Linked DNA regions of Sus scrofa: regions 2, 3 and 4 are each linked to region 1. The links are chromatin contacts, called in public Hi-C and promoter capture Hi-C maps. All regions are on one chromosome and are shown on one strand. Each heading gives the region's core, a stretch centred on a gene start, on an enhancer-like site or on the middle of the called end of the contact. The rest is flanking DNA. Distances are from core to core; before and after follow the strand shown. Region 1 holds the start of UHMK1 (serine/threonine-protein kinase Kist). Region 2 holds the start of C4H1orf226. Region 3 holds the start of HSD17B7 (hydroxysteroid (17-beta) dehydrogenase 7). Region 4 overlaps DDR2 (discoidin domain-containing receptor 2).

Region 1 (3,313 bases), core at 305-2,804:
ACAGATCAACCCTATTCAATGTGAGAGGAGATGATAACAGAAAGTGAATATTAGGAGACTAGGAACATTGGGGGCCAGTTTGAAGACTAGCTACCACAGAGTCATTACTTTCATTTTTGAAGGGGTTGGAAAAACATAATTAAAATCTACTGCAGAATATTTTCAGACCGATAACTTCTGATTCTAGCATTTGGGGAAAAAGTTTAAATGCAACCAAGACATGGATTATAACAATGGATACTTTTCACAAAGGAGAACCTAATCAACTTCTAGAAATTCAGCATTTGCTATCTCTGATTATAATACATTCAATTTCAACAAAATAGACTGAAATGAAATGCTTCTTTTTACTCACACTTTTCTAATGGGTGAATTGCTAAGAGTTCCTCTACAGAGTTCTAGCAATTTACCTGCGCCTCCTTTTTACCTTGACCCTTGGATTATAATTATATACACATCTAATTCATTCTACCAACTCAAAATTTTTGAAATCATGGTTAATTTCTATTTCGAATCTCCTCTCTATTCATGACCTAAGTTCCCTTCCACACCTCAGCTTCTCCACTTTGCCTTCCCCTTTATATAAGCAAATAAATGTCTGTGTTCACTGCCTTAGGGGAGCTTGTGAGTTTTGTTTTTTGTATCACAAAAGCCCAAGTTCTCAAGAGATTAGTTGAGACTTCAGCTATAGAAGAAAATGATTGTTAGAAATGGCAGAGAGTGCAGAGAACTTTTCCTAATCCAGACCCTGAAAGGGTCATACAGACAGAAATAAGGCATATTTCAGTGGCAACCTGGCAAGACAATAACCAATGATACTGAAAAGCAGAGCTCAACCCCTCAATCCCCACATAAACCACCTCATTTACCTGGAAACTTGGACAAAACCTGAGGAAAAGGTGATGGAGGCAAATGGTCATACTAATTTTGTGCCACCCCATCTGAATGGAGCTTGAAAAAGTTGAACACAGAATAATAAGGAAGAATACATTTATTACACATCCTCGTTTGTGGACCGAGATTCCGATTTTTTACACTTGTTAATAAAAAATTGTCAAATGAGTAAAAAAAATCGAATGAATAAATGAAAAACAAACGTTTGTAAAAGATCCACGTTTGCCCAGGGAGGCTGCTTTTTGACTAGGCAGCCAAAGGCAAAGGAAACTAAGAGAAGCACAGAAGCCTGGGCATCCGGAATTATAACCACTAGGGAACAGAGCGAGGAGGTGGTGGTAAATCCATTCCTTTAGCAACTGGGGTATTTCCTTTGGATCCTGGCTATGAGACATGTAGGCAGGGTTTTACTTTCCAAGCTTCCCAAAGGTGAGGTGGGGTGCCTCAGCAAGAACAAAAATAAGTTTTAGTTTTAGGTGACTGTGTGTGAAAGCGGTTAACATTGGGCCTAGAATATTAAGAACTCTCTAACGCTTAACTCTCTCCCTCAGTCCTTTCCTCCAAACCTAATTCACCTAATCAATTCTAGACTCCGCCCTTTCTGGGCCCGCCCTTCAGCTTGTAAGATTGGCTCTTCCTCCATTTCCGGCTTCTGGGACCCGGGCGCAGACGGCTTCCGGTGTCATGGCGGCCTGAGGTCCCGGCAGTCGGTGAGGCGGCTGCAGGCCCCTCCCTGCAGAGCCGCTGGTCCGGCGGGCGGGGATGTGACCGAGGGCCCTGCCGGCCTGCCTCGGGCGTCGCGTCAGCTCCGTGTCAGTGCCCTCAGTCCACACCGATGGCTGGATCCGGCTGTGCGTGGGGCGCGGAGCCGCCGCGGTTTCTGGAAGCTTTCGGGCGGCTGTGGCAGGTACAGAGCCGCCTGGGTAGCGGCTCCTCTGCCTCGGTGTATCGGGTGCGCTGCTGCGGCACTCCTGGCTCACCCCCCGGCGCCCTGAAGCAGTTCTTACCGCCAGGAACCACCGGGGCTGCGGCCTCGGCCGCCGAGTATGGTTTCCGCAAAGAGAGGGCAGCGTTGGAACAGTTGCAGGGTCACAGGAACATCGGTAATTGCCAATATCTCCCTTCTCTTCTTAACCAGGTCTCAGAGCAAGCGTACACTCCCCCTCTCGGCCTAGCGTACGGTCTTCTGTCTTTTAGGCGGGAGAAGTAGGTCCGGCCCTGGCCTTATCACCCAACCCAGGACCCTTTCCCATCCCCCTTTCACTCTCATACTGACTGTAATACGGTGGGCCGCTTTGCCCAGTGTTCTATAGTAGATGCTCAATAAATTCTGTTTTGCTTCAGTTCTGTTTGGAAAATGCTGCACTTACTAGCACAGAGAATTATCTTCTGTAGTGAAAGGAGGCATGTCTTTACTAGATTGTCATGTCTTGTTCGGAAATTTTTGAATCTTTGCATACCAGTGAAAAATGGGAGATAGTTCTAGTACTTGTGACGTCAATGCTAATAGCTGATATAGATGTTACCTGATACATAATTTTTGTATGGATTTGGGAGAAATGACTCCCAAATTTTTCATAAGAATCCTTATAGAAATGTGAAAATGATACATACGCACTTTATACTTTTACCCACTTAAGACCATGTTTCATGATTCAGATATTCACAATGTAAGATATGTAATGATTACTGATGATTGAGCTGTGAAAATAGTTTTCATTGCTAATACACCAACAGAGAGCATTTAATTATGACTTTGGCTCATAGATATATTACTTACTGACAAGCATGATCCATATTTATTGTGAATAGTGACCTTTTTAATATTACCATTTGGAGAAGAATTTCTTAATAGTGTTGCCCCCCCTTTTTTTTCTTTTTTAAGGTTTCCTGAATGATGTAGGTAAAATCTGATATTTAAGAGGGAAATATTTTACATTTTTATAGGCCTAAGGACTTGTTGACTCTAAAAGATTAGGTTAAAATGTCATCTTGAATGTCTTGACCTCTCCTTTTAATATTTAATTATATAGTGCTATTTTGGATCAAGAACCAATCTTCAGTTTTGGTTTTGTACATTGTGACATTTGCCTTAAGAATACTTAGTATTTGGATTTTTCTTTTGCTCATTTTTGCTTGGCACCCAAAGTGCATATTCACTCATCTCTGAGTGCTTGGGAAGCACAATTTTAATTATGTGCCATATTTAATATCTTTGAATTGTAATCCACTGTTGAAGGTCCTCTTATTTTATTAAAATAAAATAACCCACTTGCCCAAAAATCTTACTAATGGGAAAAATAAATTACGGTGGCTTGCTTGCTCATAACATTAATCCTTTTCTAGACTACCTCAAATTTGTATCTACTTTAGTAGTCACTTACTCTGAGTCTGGTTTTTAAAGTGTTACAATTTGTTT
Region 2 (3,313 bases), core at 417-2,916, 420 kb before region 1:
AGTTAGATTCATTAACCACTGAGCCACGATGGGAATTCCTGCAAATGATTTCACTGTGGTGTTTTATGGTGGTTCCAAGCCCTGACTATACAATAAGCAGTCATTTGATTTTCAAGCTGCCCTTTGTGGACGTGTTCACAAGGCATTAAAAGCCGGTTTAAGTTGATGAATTCAACAGAGGAGCTGACCATCTGGTCTCAGTGATCTCAGGTTGGGCTGGCTTTGGCATTAGCTTATTTGGTTACTTTTGATGACTCTAGGGTAATATAAAGCCATGTAGAACATAGTTATCATGCACCTCTACCTGTGGGGTTTGACAGATACTAAATAATTGGTTACTAATTACTCCTATGGGCCCTTCCTTTGCACATTTTTGCATGGCAAAAAACTCTTGATGTAACAGAGAGAAATGAATGAGCTTCTTCTTAACCACATCCAAGCACTTACTAAGGTAGGAAGAATAACATAAATTAGAAATATCTTGGATGAAGTTCCCATGGCTCAGCGGAAATGAATCTGACTAGCATCCATGAGGACGCAGATTCAATCCCTGGCCTCGCTCAGGGGGTTAAGGATCAGGTGTTGCCATGAGCTGTGGTGTAGGTCACAGATGCACTCGGATCTGCCATTGCTAGGGCTGTGAGGTAGGCTACAGCTCCAATTCAGTCCCTAGCCTGGGTACCTCCAGATGCTGAGGGTGTGGCCCCAAAAAGACCAAAAACAAACGAACAAAAAAACACCCCAAAACCTTGTAAGTTCATTTTGTCCATACCCAGGTATAGGCTGTCTAAGAAAATAAAAAGGTGTAGATTCTTCCTTCTCTAGTACCCCTTTTGGCCTACTCCATTTCCACAGGGCTTATGGCTTTTAACTATTAAAACTATCCCCAAAGGCATCCCCCAACCCTCCCAATACACAACTCACAAATCACTACTCAAAAGAACACAAAACACCTGCAATAGTCCCCCATTTGGTTACAGTCTTCATTCTCCAGAGAACGGGAACTCTCAGAATTAATAATCTAAATGTATTTGGGCCAGGACTTGGGCCTTCCAGGTAGAACGCAAAAACAAAACAACAAACACAGCCCCTCCCCCCTCCCCAAACAAAAACAAACCTCCAACCCAAAGGCGCCACTACTGCTAACTATTAGTAGTCTGGCTCAGAATCAAACTGTAAAAAACAAAAACAAGACTGTGCCCGTGTTCCTGAGACCCCGGCTGGCTAGGGCCAGGGCGAAGTTCTCGGGGTCGGGCCGCAGGACACAACCAGGACTGGGCGCGGCGCTCCCAGGGACTTTCACCTGCTCCGCGGGCAGCGCGGGGGCGGACCCGGCGACAGGCGGGGCCTGGGCGCCCCGCGGGAGGAGCCGGCCCGGGCCCGCCCCGCAGGAGGAGCCGCTCGCCGGCGGCTGATCCGGCGTCTCCGTGACAGGCACCCTGCTCCGCCGCCGCCGCCACCGCCGTCGCCTTTTCTTCCTCGTCCCGGGCTGCCCGCGCCACTGCTCCCAGGCCGGCGCCGCGCCCAGTCCCACCGCGGGCCGCGCGCCCACCGCTCCCCTCCCCCGGCCGGGGCGCCGCGCACGCCCGCCCCCGCCGCCGCCCCCGCCACCCTCCTTGCCGGCAGGAATTGCGCGGCCACAGCGCCGCTCGCGTCGCCCGCACCCGCGCCGCCCGGCCCTAGGCGTTGATCGGAGTCCCGGCTTCCACCGTCGCCGCGCGGCCAGGGCGCACTCCGCCCCGCGACCCTCCGCTTGCGCCCCATCCACGAGCCGCCGCGCTCGGCTCCCATCTCCCCTCCCCGGGGTCCTACCAGCCCCTTCCTGCCACCGCCGCCGCCTCTGGAGGAGCCGGTCCACCGAGGGTCACCATGCCCAGCAAAACCAAGTACAACCTTGTGGACGATGGGCACGACCTGCGGATCCCCTTGCACAACGAGGACGCCTTCCAACACGGCATCTGCTTCGAGGCCAAGGTGAGGGGGCCCTGGAGAGGGGACTGCCCGGAGAGGGCATGTCTGAGTGAATGGGATGCGCAGAGCTGGTGGGTTAGGCTGATTTGAGGGCCTTTCTGTTAGGGAGGGTGACTGCCCCTTCCCAGTATAGAATTCTCTGGGCTTCTGCCCAGAACTGCTAAAGAGCAACTGCAAAGTTTGAGCGGTATTGCTTCACCCCTTCTCCCACCTGCAGACTCCCCCATCCTTACCCGCCCAGGACTGATTGAGTTACTTCCCATATCCCTCCTTCTGAGGAGGAAAAACCAGTGGGTGTGCGCAGCCCGGCCGTGGTTCTTTAGAATCGGTTTAGGGAAGCTCTGATGTTATTTAATCATTGGGATCCTGTGAGAGAGGTGCTTTCAGGAAAGTCTTTTAAAGGGGAAATACCTGCCTCCTGATTGAGGAAAATAATACAGGGTGGTTTTTGTTTTTAGATTCCAGGTAACCTGGGCCAGGTGTCAGAACCACTTCCTAAATGCCTTATTTGCCAAGACTCCTTTGCGAGTGCCAGGCATTGAAGGGGGGAAGTGTGGTGAAAGCTGCCCATTTGCTAGTTTTGTGGCATAAAGTTAAGTTTCAGCAACTAGTAGGGGACAGCTGCTGGAGAATTTATCAGGGGTGACTGGAATTTTCAGCTCAGAGCCCCAGGTCTATCCTGGGGGGCGGGGGCGGGGTGGAAGCCTCTGTACTGGACCTTCAGGTGTGAATAAGGCGGGCCCCCTGTGATGCCCTTCCCGAGTGAGGAGTTCTGGTTTCTGAGATTACAGCTGGGACTCCCACTGCCCATCACATGGGAAGAGTGCTTCTGCTCTTCCTTCATGCTGCTTGATGCCCTCCCCCCAAGACTCAGGCACCTACTGTGTGCCTGCTATTGGTAAATAGTGCACTTCCAGTAGGTTGTGTCTTGCTGGTTTTGATATGGAGACAATTTTCTCTTCATTCCTTTTTTTTCTCCTTCATGACTTTGTAGATGCAGGGTGTTTGCATCTCAGGCAGGGATTACTCCATCAGGTGGCAATTTCCTTCAGTTCATGAAACATCTTTTCTAGTGTTTGATATGAGCCCAGTATGGTCGGTTATCTTTTAGTTTTTTCCTTTTCATGGAGATGTGTGAATTGGTGAATCTTACCTTTTTAAAAATAACCTTCCCTCAATCATATTTGCTGGAGCTGGGAGGACACCCTCTGTTCCCTGAGACATCAAACCCTGCAGTGGAATGCAGAGCTGAATTTCTGGGTATGGTTGGGATCAGAGTGGGGCTGTAGCCAAGATCTTATCTCGCTTCTCTCAGAATAGATCTGGTTGGTCTAAGATAGGA
Region 3 (3,313 bases), core at 270-2,769, 310 kb after region 1:
GCAAAAATTGCTGCCAGTGTCCTGCCTGCTGTTGGCCATACCCAGTGGGATGTCACTCCAGGATCTTTGCCTCTGACATGTAAGATTCCCCATATAATAAATCATTGATGCCTCTGTTGCTGACTTATGGTTCTTTCCTCTATCTAGTGACTGGGCAGTTGAAAGGATTGCAAGACTGCAGCCCTGTATGAAGTTTATTTTAGGACTTTCAGAAAATATTGTTAAATTGTGGTCTCTTCACAACAGTTGAAAATGGCATAAGGATAGGAGCTGAGTTCCACCCAAATAATAAAGTATTAATGATTTAGAAATCAAATCTTTAATAATCACATTTATTCTTTCAATCTAATTTTATTGGTATGAGTTATCTAATTCTAAACTAATATCAAATTAATCAAAAGCTCTAGGATATTCAAAAGCCAATATAAATGTCCTGTCTTACATCTTTCAGAGAACAGTACTATTCAAAAAGAAAACTTTGAAAGAGGCTATGAAGTAAAGTATGTTCCATAGTTTGATACATGCAGTAGTGTTCCTTAGTGTGGGCCTGGATTGGTGACAGTCCCACACTAAGGACTGTTACCAGTCCACGATAAATCCAGAAACCTAAACATTAGAAACTTTTTTAACAGTTTGGCAGAGTACTCTTTTTGCTTTTTCTTTTTACAGCGACATCTGTGGCATATGGAAGCTCACATTCTCCCAGAGACAAGGGCGGGTCCTTAACCTGATGAGCTACAAGAACTTCTGGCAGAGTACTCAAGTCTGTTGAATCTAATTAAAAAAAAAAAAAAAATGAGGCTTGTATTTTGTATGCCTTTTTCTTTCATTTTCTAGGGATTTATTTTTATTGTATATTCCAAAAGTACCTATCTGGGATGGCTTGGAAAAACGAAGAGGGTCCTTCAGCACAAAGAGTAGGAGGCACATTAAATAGGAGACTACAGTATACGACCCACTATCTCCTATGGAATCCGAGAGTCTCTGATTCCACATCATATTCCAAGTTTTGGAAATTGGTAATTCATGCATGAATAAAATAATAAAATAAAATAAGGAGCTCTGGTGCAAATATCCTGAGTTCCTGCGGTGAAGTGCCAATCCTAGGGGACAGGGTATGGTCCCTATGCGCTCCTGGTACCAGCGCTCCTATGCCCCCGACTGGACGCAATTCCCAACCACGCAAACGCCAAAGGCCTCCGGCGCGTGTAAGGTCATGGGCGGGACACCTCCGCCCAAGAGGGGCGGGGAGAGCCCGGATTGGCTCGGGCCTTGTGCGACACGAGGCTCCACCCCTCGGCCTATCTCACTCCATCCCCGCCCAGGAGCCGGGAGCCAAAGGCTGGCTGCGACTGAGAAAGGGCCCAGCGGAGTCGATGACGCAAAAGGGAGGTGGGGCCTCGTCAGTCCCTGATTGAAGGGCTGGGGGCGTGGCCTGGGCGGGGCGTGGGTCAAAAGGGCTTCCGAGAAGCTTTGCCGGATGCCTGCTTGGCTTGCGCTGCATTGGTGTGTGAGACGATGCGGAAGGTGGTACTGATCACCGGGGCTAGCAGGTAAGGTCTTTGGTTGCCTGTCGGCTGGGCGGGGGTCTGAGGGAACAGGAAGTATCGCGCCGCGATGACTCGCCCCTGACCGTCCCGGGAGCTCCCTTCTCTTACCTTGCCTCTGTGGGGACTCTGACTGAGACCCTGTCCCATTCTCTCCTGGGTCCTCCACTGCATGGGATACCAGGCGTTCCGGCCTCTTGAAGTGCTCAGTATCTGGTGCTTTGCATTAAATATGACAGCAGAAAGAAAATAGAACGCCACTAAGACATGCGTGTTTCTGTGATGATCCTGTTCATATCCAGGAAAACGGCGCTTCCCACGCAGACCTCGCCCCCTTCCGACTTTCCCATCACTTTTTACCATCAGTGCCTGGGCATTTTGCCTGTGACCAGGTGGCTGTATCACTCCAGGTGTTTTATCTGTGCAGGACTTCCGACCCTAGATAAATTTCAAGGTCCATGAACATTAGAACAGTGGGGGGAGAAAATCACATTCCATGTGCAGATCTAAAAATGTAGTATATTTCTCCAGGAACTCAGAGAAAAGGAACTTTTTCCTGTTAAGGCATGGAAGAAGTGCAAGTAACCATTACTGCCAGTGAGTGATTACTCCAAGGTTGGTCATTTGCATTTCAGTGAAAAAGTGTGTGGAGGATGAAACTAACCAAACCACATTCGTTGTTGTTGCTTTTGGAGTTTTGAGGGAATTAAGACTGAAGCTATGTTAAATGGTATTTAAAATTAGTTCGAAATTATGTCTGAGCTGGTTACAAACCCAACACAATGTCCATGAGGATGTGGGTTCAGTTCTGGTCAGTGGGTTAAGGATCCTGCTGAGGCTTGGACAGAAGATGTGGCTCAGATCCACTGTTGCCCTGGCTGTGGCATAGGCCTGCAGCTGCATCTCCCATTCAACCCTTAGCCTGGGAACTTCCATATGCCACAGGTGTGGCCATAAAAAAAAAAAAAAAAAAAGTAAATACATAAAATTAGTTTATTTTTACTTATCTAGCCACTTCCATGTTAACTAAGCCAAACCTGGTAGGTGTCTGTGATGTACAGAATTTTAGTGTGTCTTCTCTCTTGAGTGATCTTAACACCTGGTATGGTGCTTCCTATGTTGAAGTTGCTCAAATAAGTCAGAATTGATTTTGTGTGTTTGCTTCATTTGTATATATTATGTGTAAATATACACTTATAGTAAAGGCCTGTTCTTAAATGAGAGTGAATAAAAATATATTTGATCCTCTGTTTGGAGGGCCAACTGATTGCTGATGGTGCTAGGCCCTTTGCCTGGATCAGCTTACGTTTTGGAAGAAAACTCATTTACTCAGGTTTCCATTGCCATAAGCCAGCCTGGTCTGACTGCTATCCCCATCTACTGTGTGGTTTCACAATGCTCTTTCTGAAGTGGGTAATTTGTTTTTGACACAAGTGCTCATCCCTGCTTCTCCTTCCCGGTACCTATCTTCTATTTCCTCTTTTTCTGTTCTACTTAATCATGTAGAATTCTTTCTCTTCCTGTTGGTTATTCAGTCATAGTAATTGAGAGGGACTTGTACCCCCTGCCATGTTACATATACCTCTTTCTGAAAGATTCATCCATTCCTTATCAGGAATTCCTAGTGCTCCTGATAGTGGCAATGCTACCAACAGATAGTAGGGCCCTTGTCCTTGAGGAACCTAGACAGCAAAGTAAAACATGCACACAGGAAACTTATAATAAGATGCTCTTTTCACTATTTGCTGGTAATGTACTGAATCACT
Region 4 (3,313 bases), core at 463-2,962, 290 kb after region 1:
TTCTCAATAAAAGCATTGCTTTGGTAAAACATTGCCAAATGATTCACATCTCAGTGTTTTTTAATAAAGGGCTGCAGAGTGACATCAGAGGATGCTGGGTCATCACAGAGGCTCAGGGCAGCTTTTCTGTAAGATCTTCAATCCAAGAGTGATCCCAGCCAGCAGAAGAGGGCTGAGGGTATTCAGGAGAGAGGTGATTGGAGAAGCAGCAGGACTAACTCTGAGCCCACTAGTATTTCAAGGGAGTCCTTACAAAAGAAGAAAGCAAACTAATGTGATATTTACCACTCAGTGGATAGCAAACAGTGAAGGATCACATTGAACTAGAGGAATTTTGCAGAGACAGCAAGAAAAAGCGATGTAATTTATTTCCTAGGCTGAAGTAGAGTAATTTACCTATTTTCTGAAGTCTAAAAACACCCTCCCTCTTACTTTAATGTTTCTTAATATCACAATATATCTTAAGCTGAATCATATAAATTTAATCAGAAAGTTTTTTTAAATGATTTTTATTTTTTTCCGTCATAGCTGGTTTACAGTGTTCTGTCAATTTTCTACTGTACAGCAAGTTGACCCAGTCACACATACATATATACATTCTTTTTCTCACATTATCATGCTCCATCATATAATCAGAAAGTTTTTAATCCCTAAAATAGATTACTAAGTCAGTGAGAATATCTTAAAATTAAGGAACTAGGCCATTAAATCCTAAAACTTTAATACTCCCACCCTAACTAATATAGTGCAAGCCTTCCTGTAGCTTCACCACAATTCCTCAAGATTAGCCAAGGAGCTCGTTGATGATCATGGGGTGTGGGGAGAAGGATAAGAGATAAATGGTGGCCTACATTCTGGAGGCTGTGAGAGAGTCTGGAGGGACCATTCTCCAAGTAAGAATGTCATGGCATAGGCTGGCTGTCTTGGGGGCGTGTTTTAGCCCTCCTCTCAGATTTGTTTTCTTGAAGAGATATCCAGACATGCCCCTTGGAGTGAGGCTCATTGCCCTTGTCTTCCTAGGCTGCAGTGGCCTTGTGAAGCCAGTCCAACCCAGCGGGCCTGAGGGCGTGCCCCACTACGCAGAGGCTGACATTGTGAACCTCCAGGGGGTGACCGGAGGTAATACCTACTCTGTGCCTGCCGTTACCATGGACCTGCTCTCAGGAAAAGATGTGGCTGTGGAAGAGTTCCCCAGGAAACTGTTAACTTTCAAGGAGAAGCTAGGAGAAGGCCAGTTTGGGGAGGTAAGTTGATTCTTTGAGTGGGGCCACCAGTCCTTGCTAGCTCAAAGGAATTAGTTGAATAAATATGGTCAATAGAGTTAAGTGTCCCCTCCAGAGTGGATCCACATTGACTGTCCCTTCCAATTGTCTCTCTTTGCACTGGCCTCTAGAAGATTAGTATTGGGTCAACCTCATCTTTGTCAAATAGCTATGGAATTCATGGGAATCTCGATTTCTATATACGAGTTTTTAAAGCAGGAAAGTCACTTGACTTAGATATCCTGAAAAACATTCAATATTTTAAAAAAAAATTTTTATAATAGGTTACAGAGGGTGGGGACCCATAAGATGTGATCATCTTTTATAAACAGTCCAAGAACATCCTGCTATTTGATAGCCACTTTTTTTTTCCCCCATTTAATGGGAGTTACATATAAAATGGTCAAAAACAACCTCGCCCCTGCCTTGGGTCCCAGAATCAACCACCAGGGAATGAATCACTCACTAAGATAAGGAGGAGCACTCTTCTCAATTGCTCTCGGAGTGATGTGTGTAATATTTGACTTTCCACTTTTACGTCAGTCACATGAGCCTTCTGAGAATTCAAAGCGATGATTTAAGTGGCAATGGAAGCTCTTTAACGCTTCCCTCTACACTCCAAATGTAACTTGTTTTCCTAAGAATATGTTATTGATTCCAACATGGGTGGTGTAGTTTTTAACTTTGGGTAGGTTTGGTGGTGGTGGAGGTAGATAGGTCCATAGCATCTGTTTGTGGTGTTATATGCATTCATTCTCTCTCCTGGGTTGAAAACACAGGCTTGTTATACTGTTACTAATACATAGGGATTACTAACCATGCTAACTAATCACATACTAAGGGATTACCTCAGAGAGGAAATTGTCTTATGTTTTGCACAATCCAGTAACTAAACTTCCTTGAATCAAAGGTCAAGCATTTATACTGAATGACATTTTCTAGGGAGCTATGGTGTAATAAACTACTGTTATAGATATATTTGCATATTTAGTGTTCCAATTAATGTATGGTTCTTTCATAAAGCAGTAATATATACTAGCTGGGTACCTTACCATTGTTTTTTCAGTTATTTGAGTCAAAGATGTATTACCTCTATCTTCTTATTGGTCTTTTGATTATTTTGCCTGAGTTGTAAGAGGTAGTTTATCTCTAGGAAATGCCCAGCAAGAGTACTGAGACATCTTCAGGAGAAATGATGATGCTGAGACTAGATGACTTTTGTCTAGGTTCATCTCTGCGAAGTGGAGGGAATGGAAAAATTCAAAGACAAAGATTTCGCCCTAGATGTCAGTGCCAACCAGCCTGTCCTGGTGGCTGTGAAAATGCTCCGAGCAGATGCCAACAAGAATGCCAGGTCTGTGGTCTGTGTTTTGAATTTTCCTTTATGTATTTTGTCTTCAGGATCAGGAACACTCTGGAAACTTCTGAGTAATTGTTTTCTTTTGAGATGGGAAGGTCTGTGAGCTACCTTACATTTCCATTGCTGTGTTTTACTTTTCTGATGGGTTAGTAGTCCTCATCTTTGTTCTCATCTCTCTCAGACACAAATGCACATTTTGTGTTGGATCTGCCACTACGCATATGAATTTGCTTCCTAACTCCCTTTGCAGAACACTGCACTTCTCAGCATCCACAACACACACAATAGTCTTAATACTTACCTCTTCAGTTATTATGCACAGACATACCCCCAAAGGTCCTCACCTCTTCTTGCAAACTTCTCACAATTGCATACATCTTTCCTGCTAAGCTCCTTCCTTTCTCCTTTTTTTCTGCATGTCTATTTACTTTCTCATCTCTTTTTTTCTCTTTTATGCTCCTTTTCTTCTATGTTCAGCAACTCCCCAAATGAGAAGCTGCCTCTTCTTGGAAAAGTATCCATGGACCTCAAAGCAAAAGGATCCACAGTCTTTTAGCAGTTTTCCAAACTGGCTAATAATCTCTTGGATCCTTTACTACATAAATTGCAGTTTCCAGCCATACTCCGTTGTCTGACAGCCTTTCCATAACAGTAATGGTGAGTTAATCCTCACCCAGAGAGGCATGCTGGT

Evidence for each region. Promoter capture Hi-C pulls out the DNA fragments that hold promoters and counts their contacts. A called contact is a pair of places that touch in the nucleus more often than the background predicts.
Region 2: a contact with region 1 is called in a promoter capture Hi-C map of fetal skeletal muscle, with 3 times the contacts expected there. The contact joins the promoter of C4H1orf226 here to the promoter of UHMK1 in region 1. A contact is called at or near these places in 1 of 5 promoter capture datasets (fetal skeletal muscle), 1 of 47 Hi-C or Micro-C datasets (embryonic fibroblasts) and 2 of 2 datasets of contacts at active chromatin or transcription factors (alveolar macrophages and skeletal muscle).
Region 3: a promoter capture Hi-C map of fetal liver shows a contact between it and region 1, with 2.3 times the contacts expected there. The contact joins the promoter of HSD17B7 here to the promoter of UHMK1 in region 1. A contact is called at or near these places in 2 of 5 promoter capture datasets (fetal liver and liver), 7 of 47 Hi-C or Micro-C datasets (alveolar macrophages, embryonic fibroblasts, heart right ventricle and 3 more) and 2 of 2 datasets of contacts at active chromatin or transcription factors (alveolar macrophages and skeletal muscle).
Region 4: a Hi-C map of retroperitoneal adipose tissue shows a contact between it and region 1, with 2.5 times the contacts expected there. The contact joins the enhancer-like site here to the promoter of UHMK1 in region 1. A contact is called at or near these places in 2 of 5 promoter capture datasets (fetal liver and liver), 9 of 47 Hi-C or Micro-C datasets (alveolar macrophages, embryonic fibroblasts, fetal heart ventricle and 5 more) and 2 of 2 datasets of contacts at active chromatin or transcription factors (alveolar macrophages and skeletal muscle).

What each region holds. Positions count from the first base shown.
Region 1 is chr4:88,051,176-88,054,488 of Sscrofa11.1, reverse strand. It overlaps UHMK1 (serine/threonine-protein kinase Kist), which reads left to right and starts at 1,554. Exons shown (of 8, transcript XM_021089503.1): 1 at 1,554-1,997. The coding sequence starts at 1,730.
Region 2 is chr4:88,470,094-88,473,406 of Sscrofa11.1, reverse strand. It overlaps C4H1orf226, which reads left to right and starts at 1,666. Exons shown (of 14, transcript XR_002343372.1): 1 at 1,666-1,974.
Region 3 is chr4:87,741,121-87,744,433 of Sscrofa11.1, reverse strand. It overlaps HSD17B7 (hydroxysteroid (17-beta) dehydrogenase 7), which reads left to right and starts at 1,519. Exons shown (of 9, transcript NM_001185137.1): 1 at 1,519-1,553. The coding sequence starts at 1,519.
Region 4 is chr4:87,764,745-87,768,057 of Sscrofa11.1, reverse strand. DDR2 (discoidin domain-containing receptor 2) reads left to right here. Exons shown (of 18, transcript XM_021089500.1): 13 at 1,021-1,244; 14 at 2,489-2,616. Among named protein-coding and RNA genes, the nearest start is that of HSD17B7, 23 kb to the right of the region's middle. Within about 2 kb of position 1,712, at least 5 of the 83 cell types and tissues checked have an H3K27ac peak or open chromatin away from gene starts, as enhancers often do. A contact at or near this core is called in alveolar macrophages and retroperitoneal adipose tissue, where this site is marked.